Regions from separate parts of the Bombyx mori genome. Here region 2 is linked to region 1. The links are chromatin contacts, called in public Hi-C maps. All regions are on one chromosome and are shown on one strand. The core of a region is the stretch at or near the end of the contact, and the rest is flanking DNA. Distances in the headings are between cores, read along the strand shown. Region 1 overlaps LOC101741218 (CUGBP Elav-like family member 1). Region 2 overlaps LOC101741218 (CUGBP Elav-like family member 1).

Region 1 (4,209 bases), core at 846-3,345:
CGAAAGTTTCGAACATTTCGATTCGCTAAGATTATATCTGTCTTAAATTAAATCAAATTATATTTGTTATGTAAATCATCTTAATTGTTTTTTTTTAATGGTCGATCAGTCGGATTTAAGCTCAGTGCACACTGTTGTTTTTTGGTAGTACTACAGAAATCACTCGTCTACTACAGTACTACATAAATAGCTGAGAATTTTCCTCATCCGAATTTGTTATAGTTTTTTTTTTATACCAAATAAAAATAGCTCGTGCGGAGTAAACAAAACATTCTCGAATAAAAAAATCAGTTTGGATTAACAGCATGTATATTTTTTTTCTAATCGTACGTTGAATATTATGTTGCAATTGAATAATCAGCTTTTCTTTATTGAAAGCTTAATTAATAATAAGATTTTCAATTTGTTGTATGCAACAGACACGTCAGAAGATCACTAGAATATGACATTCAAATATTCGCTTCGGATTATCATTTTGAAAATGGAATTCAAACTATTTTTACGGTTTCATCTCGTTCGTTCGAAGCTCCGGAAATAATACATACAATAAGATAATTAACAAAATGCCAAATTAAACCGTATAAATAATTTTAATTATGTCTACAAATTCGTCAAAATCGAAGAAAACACTGCTTTAAAGATAGGTCAGATTACAGTATGCAAAAAGTACAAGGTTACGATAAAATTGCACATCACTGTATATTATGATTTATTTCAAATATCCACTAAGGTACAAGGTGCATTTGAGTTTTTGTTGGGCAAACAAATTATGTTTTTAATACACTGAATAATAAGACAGTGAACTCAATAGTGTGTGTTTGTGTGTGTGTGTGTGTGCGTGTGTGTGAGTGTTTTTTTTTTTGCTTAGACGGGTGGACGAGCTCACAGCCCACCTGGTGCTAAGTGATTACTGAAGCCCATAGACATCCACAACGTAAATGCGCCACCCACCTTGAGATATAAGTTCTAAGGTATCAGTATAGTTACAACGGCCGCCCCACCCTTCAAACCGAAACGCATTACTGCTTCACGGCAGAAATAGGCAGGGCGGTGGTACCCACCCGCGCGGACTCACAAGAGGTCCTACCACCAGTAATTACGCAAATTATAATTTTGCGGGTTTGATTTTTATTACACGATGTTATTCCTTCACCGTGGAAGTCAATCGTGAACATTTGTTGAGTACGTATTTCATTAGAAACATTGGTACCCGCCTGAGATTCGAACACTGGTGCATCGCTTCAACACGAATGCATCGGACGTCTTATCCGTTAGGCCAAGTGTGTGTGTGTGTATGTGTGGAAACTTCATTTGTGACACCTACAACGTGAAACTCGTCGGCTGCGAAACAGAATAGGGGCAATGCAATTTAAAATTAATCGCACCGCATTCCGAGTTCCTGTCATCGTGTACAACCGCCTTGTTTTCAAACGAGACTCCAGACAGATTAGGGTTGCCTGTTAAAAAAGGACAAACATGACCCTTAGGTCTATCTATATCTTATAACATATATCTATATCTTAATAACAGGTCGATTTTATTACTTATCTACAGAAGTGTCCATTACTAATTCAGTTTCTACTAAGAGAGATTCCTCTGCATTACATATTTCCTTCAATTATTAGCTGTCGATTGTTCAAAGAGGAAAATACAAGAATTAATTGCGTAGCAGAAGACTAAAGATATTTAATTTATTTATTTAAGACAACCGGTCACCGTCCTCGTCGAACCCGTCGCTTGCGACGAAGAGCTCGACGAGCGAACTAACCCATAGACACAGCCCACTGAGTTTCTCGCCGGATCTTCTCAGTGGGTCGCGTTTCCGATCCGGTAGTAGATTCTGCGAAGCACTGCTCTTGCTAAGGTCAGTGTTAGCAACTCTCCGGTTTGAGCCCCGTGAGCTCACCTATAAACGTTAGGGTGAAGCTGAAATAGCCTCTCAAGGCTATCAGCATAGGTAGGAAAAAAAAAATCAAGACAATTCTAAAATGTCACCGCAAACAATCTCGCATGCAGCCCTATTTGTGCTCGCACTCGTACGCGGCGAGATCCGCTGAAAAGCTAGCGTACATAATATAGTCTTGTCAAATAAGTGCGCGAGATAAATAGGAGGCACGGGAGCTTTCTACGTAGAGACAATGACGTCGTATTGTGCAATGTTTGCTCGGTAATTCCTGAAGCTTTGCTGCGGCTAAAGTTCCGAACTAAAGAATCCAGGAATTTCGTTGGTGGTTTAAGCGTCCTTTAGTTCGAAAATGTTTACGTGTTTTTATGGTGGAAGCGATTAATTGACGCTGTCGTAAATGTTTTCGTATCTTCTAGAATCTTCTTGTTCTCATATTTATCTACTGTACCAGAAAATCGATGGAATTTGTATTTGAATATAATTAAAAATGGGTATTGACGGTGATCGAATACTGTCGCGGTACAAATGTCAACTTAAAAAATTCCATTGACTATGACGTTTTATGTCCTAAGATTATTAATTTTGATTAATGCAATATTCAATGTTGGATACAGGTAATACGATAAATATAAGCTAACTGCGCTAGTTTTACTGGCTTCTTCTCTAAACTGTGGCTCGATATGATGAACAAGAGAAATTCGCACGGTCGGAGCGCTTGCAACCACAAAATCTAAATCAACAAAAGTTCCTTATTGTTATGATATAGAACATGATATCGATTTTGCATTGAGAGCGATTTTAACGAATAATTAGATGAACGAATTAATCGCCCTAGCACTAGGTCCGTCGCCCTAAACACGTCATTACGTAGCCATTAACGATGCTTTTAGGTACCACAACAACCGGTCACCGTCCTCGTCGAACCCATCGCTTGCGACGTAGGGCTCGACGAGCGAATTACCCATAGACACAGCCCACTGAGTTTCTCGCTGGATCTTCTCAGTGGGTCGCGTTTCCGATCCGGTGGTAGATTCTGCGAAGCATTCTCTTGCTAGGGCCAGTGTTAGGAACACTCCCGGTTTGAGCCCCTTGAGCTCACCTACACGTCACGGAGAAGCTGAAATAGCCTCTCAAGGTTATCAGCATAGGTAGGAAAAAAAAGCACTAGGTGTCGATTACGATGGCCAATAAACAGGACATAGTGAATGTCGCCACCCAACTTGAGACTCTAAGGCTTGATTGCATTTTATAACGGCGGTTGTACTCTATAAGCCTCACTGCTTCTAGACAGAAATAGAGGAGTTGGTGGTACCTCAACGTGTGGGATAATACCCCACATGCTCAGTTCAAATCTCAATAGATTTTATCTTTGCAATTTTAATCCGCATTAGAATGATTTGCACCTTGCAGTGCATATATTGGAAATACATAAAACGTAACTGTAAAATATTTAGTGAAAATTTACATGCGCGTCCCACATTTGATGCCGCACCATATTTAACACGAGACCGCTAATTGCACATTTGTGTCAGTGTGTCGGGCTGTGTGTGTGTATGCAAGCAAAGTTGTTGGCACCTCGTTCACGCCTCGACGCCCAAGTTTGAGGGCTTCGACTTTGATGGCCTTTAAATTAACGTGAAAATGGAACGAGTAGAGCGGGTCTTTGACTTTTCTAGTGAACTACTAAGTCTCTTCGATATTAAAATGTCTATTGAAGTTGTTTGGAACGCATTTTGGGAAATGAAAGCGAAAGTAAAAAGGGACGTATATTAAAATATAATAATTTAACCTTTGACCTGCAAAATAATTACGTGTGGCAATATTTCTGAACGTGTCACTTGTACGATGTGTGAATATGTTATTATGGACGAATATCTTAGAAACTGCTGGTTGATTCGAATTCTATAATTTTCTAGATGCCTAACAAAGTTTTGTTTTTAGTAAAGTACTAAAATCTAAGAAATTCACAATATTTTATACCTACTGCTTATTTATACTGCTCTTTTCTGATTCGTCGCATGTGCTTGACAAAATTGATCAACCTCACAAATGAACAACCTCCTCCTTCCTTCTGACTTGAAGTCCTTTTAAAAAGTTAGTCTATTAATTTTACATTAATTGGATATAGTCATTTTATTAGCATACAATTAAAATAAAAGAATAATTTGTAGTAAATTCTACTTATGATTATATTATATTAGATGATAATTATATTAAACAATGAAGAAACATTATTTTTTACAAATAAATTCCGTCACTTAACAATACTAGGGTAGAATTAACCAACTAATTTCTAGCAACAC
Region 2 (4,443 bases), core at 1,364-3,863, 91 kb before region 1:
AAAGATATGACATTTATATTGCTCTGTATATATTTATGTACTATGATTTATAATATTCAGAAAGTTCTAACGATATAGCCCAAATCTTTAAATATTTATTATTAAACAATAAAAAAATGTACATATACGTAGCAAAAATATTTTACTACAATATACGTTATTATATCACGTATTTACCAATATACTTACGCATACAGAGCTAACTCACAAAATCTTGACACTATTGCCTAATTTAAAAGTGTGTATATCTATTACCCTATCATATTAATCTGTCCTGTATTTAAAATCTAGTAGAAATTCATCATTCTCAAAATTCAAAACATCAAAAATCGTGAATAGAAAAACCATTCGCTCCAGTATCGAATCCGGATCAATACGGTCGCCAAACCTAAGCAGAGACCATAAAATAGACCACAGTTTTGTTTTCCTTTTTAAGAAGCGTGAGGTGCTTTAGGTAAATTATTTGTGAGTTATCGTTCGTAAGCATGTCTATCCCACAAACACAGCCCACTGAATTTCTCGTCGGATCTTCGCAGTGGATCGCGTTTCCGATCCGCTGCTCTTGCTAGGGCCAATGTTAGCAACACTCCGGTTTGAGCCCCGTGAGCTCACCTACATGCTGCGAAGCTGAAATAGGCTCTCAAGGCATAAAATGCATGTCATGCTCAGGGAAGATTTGTCATGCAATTTTCTCATGTCGTCACATATCTGTTTGGGCTCATCGATCTATTAGACAGAATAATTTCAAAATTACCAAAACATTTTAGCACGCCATACAAAATTGACGATGATTTTAAATGAAAAAGAAACTAAAGATTACACGTTTCAGTTTTTAAATATCTTCAACTTTTTATTTATTTATTGCTTAGATGGATGGACGAGCTCACAGCCCACCTGGTGTTAAGTGGTCACTGGAGCCCATAGACATCTACAACGTAAATGCGCCACCCACCTTGAGATATAAGTTTTAAGGTCTCAGTATTGTTATAACGGCTACCCCGCCCTTCAAACCGAAACGCATTGTTGCTTCACGGCAGAAATGGGCGGGGTGGTGGTACCGACCCGTGCGAACTCACAAGAGGTCCTACCACCAGTAATAAACCTCCAGTAATAACCAGTAATCATTTTTATACTAATAAGTTTTATTACGCATTTAAGATGGATTGATATTAGATTAAATAGTAACTTTGTCCCGGGGATGAGTCGCTTGACAAATTGTCCGTTGACGTAACATTATTTGTGTCCAAGCTGGCTTCTTGATTGATGATCACTTAAACCTAATTATGTAAGGGATCTAAGCAGTCGCCGAGCTGACTGTTACATTATAATACATTGCCTTGTGTGTTCGGTTAAAAGATTATGAGATAGACTCTCTTAGAGTGAGTGATTTGGGGTTCGTAGTTAGGTGATTGGTGTATCTCAATGTGAGAAGCTTAAAGTCGGGTCTGGTTTTTGCTGAAACCTACTATGGATCCAGAGCTTCGACCTCTATACAGGATTTTACTGGTAGTAGGGCGTCTTGTGAGCTTAATACCAAGTGGGTCGTCCACCTACCTATTTATGCAACAGATATTTTTACTATGATCCAACCTAAAAATACTAAAAAAGAATTTTATCAATATTTACTATACAAATTCTATTCTTATTGTCTCCAACAAGTTTATCGCAAGGAGACACTTTGTTTATGTATCCTAAATTTAACATACTGAAATTTTTAGAAGAAGGCTCCGTAAAATGCATATTCAGTTCAGCCAAAAAAAGAAAAAAAAAGCAACATTGGTAAAATAAAAGTTGAAAATTTGAATCCGACAATAAAGAAGGTTGATCCCTTTGCCCAATCTATTTTTTGGTAGAGCACACCGAACTTCTAAATTTGATAAAAATTGGCAACCCTATATAGGACTAGGACATCGACTTTAACCTAAACTAGGTCGAGGGTCCAAATCTGGATACGTACCAACATGTTTGAAGATACTTTGTAACGCTGTATCACCACTTAAACTCATAAATAGATTCTGAATTTACAATTTAATTTAACTAAAAGATAAAAAACAAATAAATATGAGAATTAACAAATTCAGGATTGCCATGTCAACTATTAATAATGCATTTATGAACCTCAATTATAGATAATATATAACATGTATATGTGCTTAATTAAAAAAAAGTATAAAAAGAGTATGATGTTCTTATTTAAATTCAAATATCTAAGAATACAAAATGTCGCCTTGCTGTTAGCGAGTGTGCATGTGAAATGCCACTAATACTATTATTCACTTTAAGTGCATCGGAACATGCACACGTTCAGAATGTTAATAGTGTTCGAAATTTAAATAGAAACTATAGTTTCTTAACGAACAAAATAACAAATGCAACTCTTTGACAGCTCTATTGTTTTCGAAATTCAAAACTCTCCCGCCTAAAGCCTGGAGCCGCCATTACTGAAACCGCAGATAGAATCGACACAATACGTAGGTACTTCTAAGCATCGTTGTGATATCGTATTACACGGTGAACAATAAAGATTCGTCGGCGAACAGCACCGAGGCCTGCCAATACGTGAATACTCCCTCTAGCCATTACTCAATAACGAGACGTGGACTGAAGCATGTCATTGTTTTAAAATAAACCATCCGACGAATGACGAGCCGGATCAGGACGTGTCATTAGCGGGTATAGTGTTGATAAGCGTTTTTTTTTTTTTTAAACAGAATTACTCCGACTCATTTTGTTTTGGCAAGTTTGTAACTAATCATGAAATTGATTCATTCGATAAACCGGAAAAGGAAATTTAATTATAGACAACGAAAATAGTATCCTATGCAATTATTTATTTAATATCTATGGATCGTATCGCATTAATTACACAAAAAGAAAAATTATTAACGTAGCTATAATTTTACCTATACGCTTTCGATAATTTAATGGCTTCGATCGAAACAAAACATATAGTCGGCGTACTGGCCGCGTATTAATTTTACTTTTGCTGTACCCACAACGTATAAAGTTTGTACTTCGCTGTGTTTGCAAATAATTTAAATATTTGTGATTGTTTACGGGAGAGCGCCCCGTATTGTTTCAATTATTTAACCGTATACAAAATCGATACGCCATTAAAGCGTACGTATGTGTACATACATTCAATTATTTGGAAAGTTTACATATTAATTTTGTTATCCCCGGTAATTCAATATTATTTGTACAAGGCTTGTTTACGATACGCGAGATTGGTTCGCGTTTAACGCGGCCGCGTAATTGTTGGGAAAATTCGATTATTGTTTGATATCGAAATCAATTGTTTGTTTTCTTTTGTTTGTTAATCGGTTTTAGTGAGCTTCGTCGAATTTAATAGTTTGTATGAATCAAAAACGATCGATGAGAAATTTATTCGGTGAAATGAAATTTGAACGAGAATGCCACGTTATTATTATTCTAAATATTAATACGTGAAGCAAAAACTTTGTATCCCTTTTTACGAAAATTGCGCGGACGGAGGAGTATGAAATTTTCCACACTTATACAGAATATAGAGAAGAAGTGCACAATGCATTTTTTTTTTAAATAATGCGTAAAAGATACATTAAATCAATAAAGAAAACATTACACACACTACATACCACGTATTTGACGCACACACGCATGCATACTATTTATTGTCAAACTATTGTTCTTGACGTCTGTGGTCAAATTGAGAATAGATTAAATATTGTTTGTCTTTGTTAATATTTTTTATAATGTATTCTTGGCGAAATTTGTGATTATAGAAGTATAAAATACAATCATAATAGTGTACAAACTTACAATTTAAATTAATTATAGTCGAATTTCGGCTACTGCGGGTCCTCTAGTTATTCTAAATAAGTGCGTATGTACTTTAAGCATACTAATAGATTTCATTTCGTTCCAGATGCACCATCCCATCCAAATGAAGCCGGCTGACAGTGAAAATAGAAACGGTAAGTTGTAGTGTGTACTTAACCTTGTTCGTTCTTTGTTTTTAGGGAATCAAAATAATGATAATAATAATTGTAAACTTTTCAGACAGACGTGTTTTATATCTCTTATTATAACATCTGTAATTCTAGGAAGTACTGTATCATTTTACCTCTCGCTTACTCATTCCCTCTTTCTCTCTTTCTTATGATGTTTAGAAATTGAAACTTTTTTTGTTTTCTTAGTCACGACTGAAATACGAAAGGAAAGGAAGAAGGTAGTTATTTAAAGGGGTTTGATTTTACTCCGAGTATTATCGTAGGCGGTACTTTTGACCAGGCGAAGCAAGGGTCCGTTGATCTTTGTCGGCAAGAAAAAAAAACCCAACTTAGTCTGAAGCCCGGAGAATACTAAATAATGATCTTTGCTTTATCGCAAAATTTTTGGAAACCTCGGGAAGGAAATTGCACTGATTATTTTCTTCATTGTTGATTTTGTTACGTATCACTG

The links. A called contact is a pair of places that touch in the nucleus more often than the background predicts.
Region 2: a contact with region 1 is called in a Hi-C map of midgut, with 2.2 times the contacts expected there. The contact joins two enhancer-like sites. A contact is called at or near these places in 2 of 7 Hi-C or Micro-C datasets (midgut and whole pupa).

What each region holds. Positions count from the first base shown.
Region 1 is chr12:3,267,032-3,271,240 of ASM3026992v2, reverse strand. The region is part of intron 6 of LOC101741218 (CUGBP Elav-like family member 1); the gene reads left to right. Among protein-coding and RNA genes, the nearest start is that of LOC101736625, 26 kb to the right of the region's middle. Within about 2 kb of position 2,095, at least 7 of the 8 cell types and tissues checked have open chromatin away from gene starts, as enhancers often do.
Region 2 is chr12:3,358,196-3,362,638 of ASM3026992v2, reverse strand. It overlaps LOC101741218 (CUGBP Elav-like family member 1), which reads left to right. Exons shown (of 12, transcript XM_062671375.1): 6 at 3,908-3,956. Among protein-coding and RNA genes, the nearest start is that of LOC101736625, 120 kb to the right of the region's middle. Within about 2 kb of position 2,613, at least 4 of the 8 cell types and tissues checked have open chromatin away from gene starts, as enhancers often do.